Linked DNA regions of Sus scrofa: region 2 is linked to region 1. A link is a contact called in public HiChIP or PLAC-seq data. All regions are on one chromosome and are shown on one strand. Each heading gives the region's core, a stretch centred on a gene start, on an enhancer-like site or on the middle of the called end of the contact. The rest is flanking DNA. Distances are from core to core; before and after follow the strand shown.

What was found. HiChIP or PLAC-seq counts read pairs in DNA pulled down with a chosen protein or histone mark.
Region 2: a contact with region 1 is called in an H3K27ac HiChIP or PLAC-seq map of skeletal muscle. The contact joins two enhancer-like sites. A contact is called at or near these places in 2 of 47 Hi-C or Micro-C datasets (both in skeletal muscle) and 1 of 2 datasets of contacts at active chromatin or transcription factors (skeletal muscle).

The regions. Positions count from the first base shown.
Region 1 is chr1:58,201,520-58,205,275 of Sscrofa11.1, reverse strand. All of the region lies in intron 1 of BACH2 (transcription regulator protein BACH2), which reads left to right. Among named protein-coding and RNA genes, the nearest start is that of BACH2, 78 kb to the left of the region's middle. Within about 2 kb of position 1,700, at least 65 of the 83 cell types and tissues checked have an H3K27ac peak or open chromatin away from gene starts, as enhancers often do. A contact at or near this core is called in skeletal muscle, where this site is marked.
Region 2 is chr1:58,389,093-58,392,848 of Sscrofa11.1, reverse strand. No RefSeq gene overlaps it. Among named protein-coding and RNA genes, the nearest start is that of BACH2, 110 kb to the right of the region's middle. Within about 2 kb of position 1,783, at least 9 of the 83 cell types and tissues checked have an H3K27ac peak or open chromatin away from gene starts, as enhancers often do. A contact at or near this core is called in skeletal muscle, where this site is marked.

The sequences.
Region 1 (3,756 bases), core at 451-2,950:
CCGATAGCCTTGTCATTACTGGACACTATTAAAATGCTGATGTGAATGAGCCTAAATTTTGCAAATTATCAATTAGTCGAAAATGCCTATGGGTGCTTATTCTTCTGAAGCGTCATCTCTTTCAGTTTGGGCTCTGTAGGTGGAAAAGGGGGAAAGAAAAAAACACACGCTGGGGATCAAATTCTTTAGGGCAGAGAAAGGAATAGAGACTTTGGTTGACTTGGTTATTTGCAGCCAGTATGTCATCTGTGTGAGACTGATGTCATGCAGATTGAATGCAGAGACAAACTCAGGAGTGTGTGTGTGTGCGTGCGTGCGCGTGTGTGTTTTAAAGCCCCACTCCCAGAATATGGAGTGAGTGTGAAGGACATCACAACAACCCCTGGATCTGTCAAGAATGTACCTATTTTTAACATCCTGGATCAAGTGTCTGCACTCAATAGGAGATGAGGAAGGGGGTAGGACCGCGTGGGACTGACGCGGATGGTAACCGGTCCTCTGGCGTGTTTACAATCCAGCTGTGCATTCTTAATGGCTCTGCTGCTGCCGCGCCAGGTAAAGTTTTCTTTGCACGTGATGAATGGCAGAGAATTCTTTAGCAGGGGGAGCTAAAGGAGCTGGGAGGCAGCAACGGGAAGGGCAGAACGGAAAAGAGAGAAAAAGAAACACAGGGCTCCGGAGGGAGATGGTCTGTGCTTTGCAGTCGCTTGTGTGGATAGAAACCAGATGGTGAGCTGGAACCAGGCTCGCTCGGCTAGCTGGGGAGCCAAACATATGGTTAATGGTCGGGAGAAACAGCTTCCCGAGCCAGGGCTTTGCTGACTGCTTCATATTACAGATTGTTACAGTGTGTCATTACATTGCCAACCTAAGTGCTTAATACCCACTGCGGGCGGGCGCCGGGCAGCCACTCACAAGAAAGACTTTGAGTTCTTTGCTGGCTCTGAATGCAGAAGTGACCTCATAGGGAGGCTTCAAATGTCTGGTGCTGGGAGGTGGGGAGAAGGGTAATTTTGTAGTGGAAACAGCATTTTTTTTTTTTCCTTTTCTTTTTAATGAGCCAAGCCTTCACTCCACTAAATCTACTGTTTTTCTAAGGACCTTTTTGTATGAGTGTCTCTTTCTCTCTCTGTCTGTCTCTCTCCTTCTCTCTCTTTCACACACACACACACACACACACAGACACGTACGTCCTCGGGGAAGAAATCTCAGACCCAGGCCCTGTCCCCCCCATTTTCACCTGGATGCCCCATCCCTGCCCTCACAAGCCCCGCATTTGAAGTTGCTGTTTGGGGAGCTTTGGGCAACAGCAGGCCCGTGTTATCTAAGGAACTGCTGAGCCCATTCATCTGCTTTTCACGGCCCGCTTCCTTTTATTTTTAGCCAAATCCGTCAGGCCTGACAGGCGGGTAATTCGAGCCAGAGCAAGGGCAGCGCTCCAGGTCCTTTCCACAAAGCAATTCTTCTCCTCCCTCCTGGGAGGGCTCCAGACTTGGCCAGCTTCAGGCAGATGGATTTGTTGAGTCATGTGAGATCATTTACACAAAAACACAGTGAGGCAGTGGAAATTGAAAAAAAAAAAAAAAAGAGAGAGAGAGAGAGAAAAGAGGAGGGTGGGGGCAGAGGAAAGAGGAGGGGAAGGCAGGGAGTGTGTGCTGGGGAGCAGAGGAATGCGCAGCCAGGCAGCTAGACTGAGGAATGCCTAGATCATTTGTGTATAAGGTAATGTCTAGTTTACACAGCGGGGTGGAGCCAGGCTGCAGAGCCACCTCCAACCACTGGCCTGTATTTAAACGAGAGGAAGGGGGAGTGGGGAAAACTTTCTTGTTTTTCCTTAAGTTTTCAAGCAACACCCACCAAACAAAGACCACACTGTTGACAGCTTTGGATTCCAGTAGCGGTAAACGACCAGTGAGATGGTTTACAGAAAATGAGTTTGCTCTGTGATGTAACACAAGTTGGCTTTGTCCTGACTCCAGCATGACTGAGGCAGCAAGGCGAGGGAGGAGAGGAAAATTGGAACAGGACTCTCGGTTAATGGTTTCCAGAGATGATTTAGCAGGGCTGGAGTGGAGGGAGGAAAGTGGGATACGGTGGAGAATTGCTCCAAGGTGCCCCATAATTGCGGTAGGTAAAATAAAGTCATTACGATGGCTTCCTTGCTCAAGAGGCGTTGAGCAATGGTTCTGAAATGCCAAGGAAGGTATCATTTTTCCCTACTGAGGTATTCATTTCCCTCTTGCTTCTGGAACATTAAAAAAAAAAAAACAAACAAAAAAAAACCCAACTCTTACATCATGGTAAACAGTATTAACATTTAGTGAATCAGTTTTGTTTACTGTTTATACCACAAGCGTTTAAAACATTCCATTTAAAAAAAAAAAAAAAAAAAAACTGTCTCCTGCTCATTCATGAAATTCTTTTCCTCCTGCTTCAGATTTGCTTGCATGCATGAGCTGTGCTTCGATGGGGATTTTTCCTTCTTTTGCGGAAATCAAAGAGTTCATGAGAGAATGATGACTGCGTTATCAGAATATACATTCTTACACCAGATGTGTTAAAGGGTAGGCTGTGTTGAGGAAAGGGCATATTTTGAACCAGGTACAGAATGTTAGAAATGGAAGCATTTCAAAATATGCACCATGATTATTTTCATCAGGATACCTTTGGGCAGTTCTGCGTTTTAGGCCCTCGCATGCAGCTGTTTTTTAAACTTCCCCAGAATGTAGGTCAACATCACCACGGTTCCTCATATTTTGTTGGTATTTTGAAAGTTGAAACATTCTGCCATTTTTTTTCCCAGACCGAGATCTGCTCAGGTTACATGTGTGGTTATGGTGATCATGCAAGTGAGCTCATGAATTCCTTCCGTCAGTAGTCACCTCTGAATTATGACAGTAAGCACGCAGATCACACCTTAACCTGGAGTGAACACAGCACTCACGACGGTGCTGACGAACCGTCTAAAATTGAAACTGCTCCACTGTTTTCTAGGCAGCTTCAGTGATCCGACTGCAAGGTTACAACACAGTTTTCATTTATTTCGCTTCAAAAGAGAACTGATACATTTTTGTGGTGGTGATTTGTGCACATTTGGACAGCGTGATATCAACACTATTGTCATATGATGAAGAATGGTCATTATTTTAAATCTACCATCGTCCTCCAGTGTCCCCTCTCCATCGGGATTTCTCAGCTTCAGCACTGTTGACATTTTAGAGCAGACAGTTCTTATTGTGGAAGCTGTTTTGTGCCTGGTAGGATGTTTAGCAAGATCCTATCCCCTACCTGCTAGATGCTATTCTCCCCCAGTTGTAACAATCAAGAATGTCTACATTCATGGCAGGTGTCTCCTGGTGGGGGGCAGCGAGCAGAGGTGAGATCACCCCCCACTCTGTTCTTATTTTGGTTTGGAAGTTCACCCTCTACGTCCTGAACACTTTCCCTCCTGCCATTTATTCTAAAAATGGAAACCCCGAGTTAGATCAAGTTTTCCAAGGCTCAAGCAAGGCTACTTTCGGAGAAAAAAAAAAAAAGTTCCCACCAGATGACCTGGAGTTGGGTTACACAGGACAGCCTCTCTCTTGGGCTTCCGGCCTTAGCAGGTGGAACTCTTCAAGGCTGCGCTTTCCCAGGGCTGTTCCAGAAGAAATGGCCCCCACTGACTGCGTCTGGGGGTGCTGACATAAGAAGAAAGGGAACTTGTCTTTAGAGACCTGAGCAGAGTCCTGGGCCCCCAGTTCAGTGGCTCCCTCC
Region 2 (3,756 bases), core at 534-3,033, 190 kb before region 1:
CAGGATTGGCAGCATCTTGGGAGTGCTAGACACAGGTTCAACGCCCAGCCCAGCACAGCGGGTTAAGGATCCAGTGTTGCCGCAGCTGCAGCTTAGGTTGCAACTGCAGCTTAGATCTGATCCCTGGCCCAGGAGCTCCATACACGGCGGGGCCACCAAAAAAGAAAAAGAAAAAAAAAAAATCCACAAGCAATCCTATGAGGGATCTTATCCCCATGTTACAGGTTATTCCCACCTCATAAATGTGAGAACTAAAGTTTGAAGGGCTTAAGTAACTTAGGTCAGTTCCAGATAATAGCCCAGCAGAAAGTTAAATCTTGTCAGCTTCCAGAACTCAGGCTATGAGGGAAGGATTGTCCCTGACAGGACCTCCGGACAGGACCCTTGGGCATATTATTTCACTCAGTATTATAAGTTTCAGGAATTCATGTTTTCTGGTAAATGCAGGACTTTATTCCTTCTCCACAGAAGAGCTCAGATGATTCGATTTTCGATAACAAAACAGAATTTTATTTTGAGGGTGTCACATCATCCTCAAACATAGAAAGCTATATTATAAAATAAATATCAAACATCTAATTAAACACCCATTTTTCACTCTCTCTCTCTTTCCCTCCCACATCCACACACCCACACATACCCCCCCACACACACACACTCTCTCACTCTCAGGCACCCACACTTCCGGATCTACTAACCTAAATCAGTAGGCTGAAGGGTTTCTCAGAGACTCCCCTCAGCATTAAGGATGCTAATTGCTACTCTAGCAGTTACTGGAAGATCAAAGAACCGCCCACAGAGCAGAGCTGTGCTGTTTCATCTTCCACAGACCAAACACTAATACTTGCCCATCCCCCGCCATCCATCTCCCCCTCTCAAGCTGCCACATTGGACCAATTCCCTTTCCTCTTCCCCACATGCTCTCCCCGCCCCCAAATAGCTCTATGCCAAAAATAAACACTCAGAAAAATGCTTGTGGAATGAATGGAGAGAGGTAACTCCAGTATCATTATACCTCCCTTCTCATTACCATGGTTTGTCTAAGGATGTGCTTGTTTGTTTGCAGGCACCATTGAGAAACCCACCATAGGGAACCCCTGCCAGGTCAGTCTCTCAGGAGCTGGGGCAGGAATGCTGGGGCCTGTTGTTCCTCCAGCCCTAAAGGCCCTACACATAAGCCATGCATCCCCACCCCATCACCCGGCCCCGGGCCCCTCATTGCGGAAGTCAGAGGGCTTTCACTTGGGACCACAGCTCTGCATGCTGCAGGTGAGCAGGGCTATGAGAGAGGTCCCCTCCCTTGGAGCAAGACACTCCCCCTTGAGGATGAGCACGACAACAACGGAAAGAGCCTTCGGTCACCCCCTGCAAAGTGGAGTTGGCACAACCAGAGAGATCTGATCTCCTCATGGTGTAAAATGTCTGACCTCCCGTGGATGAAGGAGGCTCTCTCTATACTCTCGAGAAGCTTTGGAAAAAATATTCCGAGTTGTCTCAAGAGGAAAAATGAAATGCGACCCTTGGCAAGTCCAGGAGCCCGTTGAAGTGGACTAAAGAGACAGAGAGTCTCAGAGGAAAGTCTCCCTGGGCAGCCTGGGTCAAGGTGACCCAAGAAGTGGGTCAAGTGCAAGATGAGAAACAGCTGAGCTGCTGTCGCTGACCTGACGGTCTGACACGGCCACTCCTCCAGGGCGGCCAGAATAGCCAAATCCTCACCACAGAGGCAGCAGCCTGAGAGACAGAGGCTGCCAGGAATGGTGACATTAGCACAGCAAGCCCAGGCCACTCAGACAGTCACAGGAAAGATCAAGGTTCAGTATCAAGTTCCCATGTGACACACCCCAGGGCAAGAGTACATGGAGGGACGTCTCTAGACTGAATCTGAGTCGGTCTCCTTAGAGGGACAATGGTGACTCATTTACATACTCAGGCCCATAACCTAAAGGCATGTTGGGGGTAGTTGAATAACTTGTAAATTGAACAAAGACAGTTTCTTTGGGGAGTTCTCTGGTGGTCTAGGGGTTAGGACATGATGCTTTCACTGCTGTAGCCTGGTTCCATCCCGGGTCTGACAACTGATATCCCATATCAAGCTTCTGCGAGCCTCAGCCAAAAAAAAAAAAAAAAAAGTCCGTTTTCCTTAGATAGCATTCACTTTTGGTCCCTGATGCTCAAAACAAATACGAACTGTTCAACCTCCCAGTGAACACGTCCCAAAAGTCACTGACGCCACATTTTCGTTCATGCTATATTTAGCCACAGTGCCATTCCTTTCATTTCTCTGGATTTAGTTTTTAAAATATTACTCATCCTTCAAGCCCAACTGAAATGCTACCTCTGACATGAAGTGTTCCTCGACCACCTCAGGTCTAAGTGATTTTTCTCTCCTGAGTTCACCATTTCCGCTGCATGATGACTCCTGCCACATCCCATTTTGGTTTTGGTTTGTTTGTTTTCTTTTTAGGGCTGCACCCACAGCATATGGAGGTTTCCAGGCTAGGGGTCGAATGGGAGCCTCATCTGTGACCTACACCACAGCTCACAGCAACACGAGATCCTTAACCCACGGAGCAAGGCCAGGGATCAAACCTGTATCCTCATGGATACTGGTCGGATTCTTGACCCGCTGAGCCAACAGGAACTACCCATCCCACTTTGTGATGGAGCCATTCATGTGGGTCTCCAGTCACAGTGACTTCCAGGTGGCTAAATCCCATGGGCATTTTTAGTTGCCATCTAACCTGATCTCTCAATAGTACTTAATACTGTTGAATATATTCTGCTTCTTGGAAGAGTCATCACTATGGCATCTGTGGAGACATCTGGGGTTTGGCTGCTTGGCTTCTCTACCTTCTTCAGGTAACATGGCCCTGATTTTCTTTTGAGGAACTTTCTGTTCATGAGGTAGGTGTAAGCAGGACTGCTGCCAACCTCTAGTTCAGAGATGAGCACATAACCTGAATCCTGCCAACACGAGTGCTTCCCGGAGACTTGCTAGAACCAATAAAAGAGAAAGGTTTTCTCTGCCTTGGGTAGGATGTAAACCTGAAGCTTCTGGCAGTGACCTGATCAGGCCAACACATGGAATGACCCACTTGGCAAAGAACGAAGAGATGGAGAGAGACGCAGATGTCTGAGGGCCTGTTTAAATACTTGGATGCAGGCAGGTCTGACTAGTCCTGACTTTAGGTTCTTAGAGTCAGCAAATTCTTCTTTTTTCTGAAATCAGTTGGACGATGGATTTCAGCATCATGTATCTGAAATATCTGAAAGCATCTAGTTCAGCCTCTAGGACCCTACATCCTCTTGGCTTTCCTCCTGCCTGGTTGTTTCTGCTCTGCCTTCCTTGCTGACAATGTCCTCCTCTATCCAGACTTTAAATGTCATAATCCATCAAAGGCTGGTCCTAGTTCCTCCCTCGCTTCTGTTCTGTATGTCTCCCTTGGCGATCCCAGCCACACCTCTGGCCTCAGTCACCATCTCAAATTTAGAGCCATCACCCGGGTCTCTCTTAGGACTCCAGATATATAAATTCATCTGCAGACTCAGAGTGTCTTCTTGAATATCTCAAAGGCATCTTGAGCTGGTCACATCAGTCATGAATTATGACTGTTCCTCCCCGAACAGCTCCTCTCCTCCGATCCTATCACAGCAAACAGCACAAGGAAAAAACCTAGGGTCATCTAATGTATTCTCCACACTTTAGCCAAAGTGATTTATTTATTTATTTTTTTTAGAGGCACACCTGCAGCATAT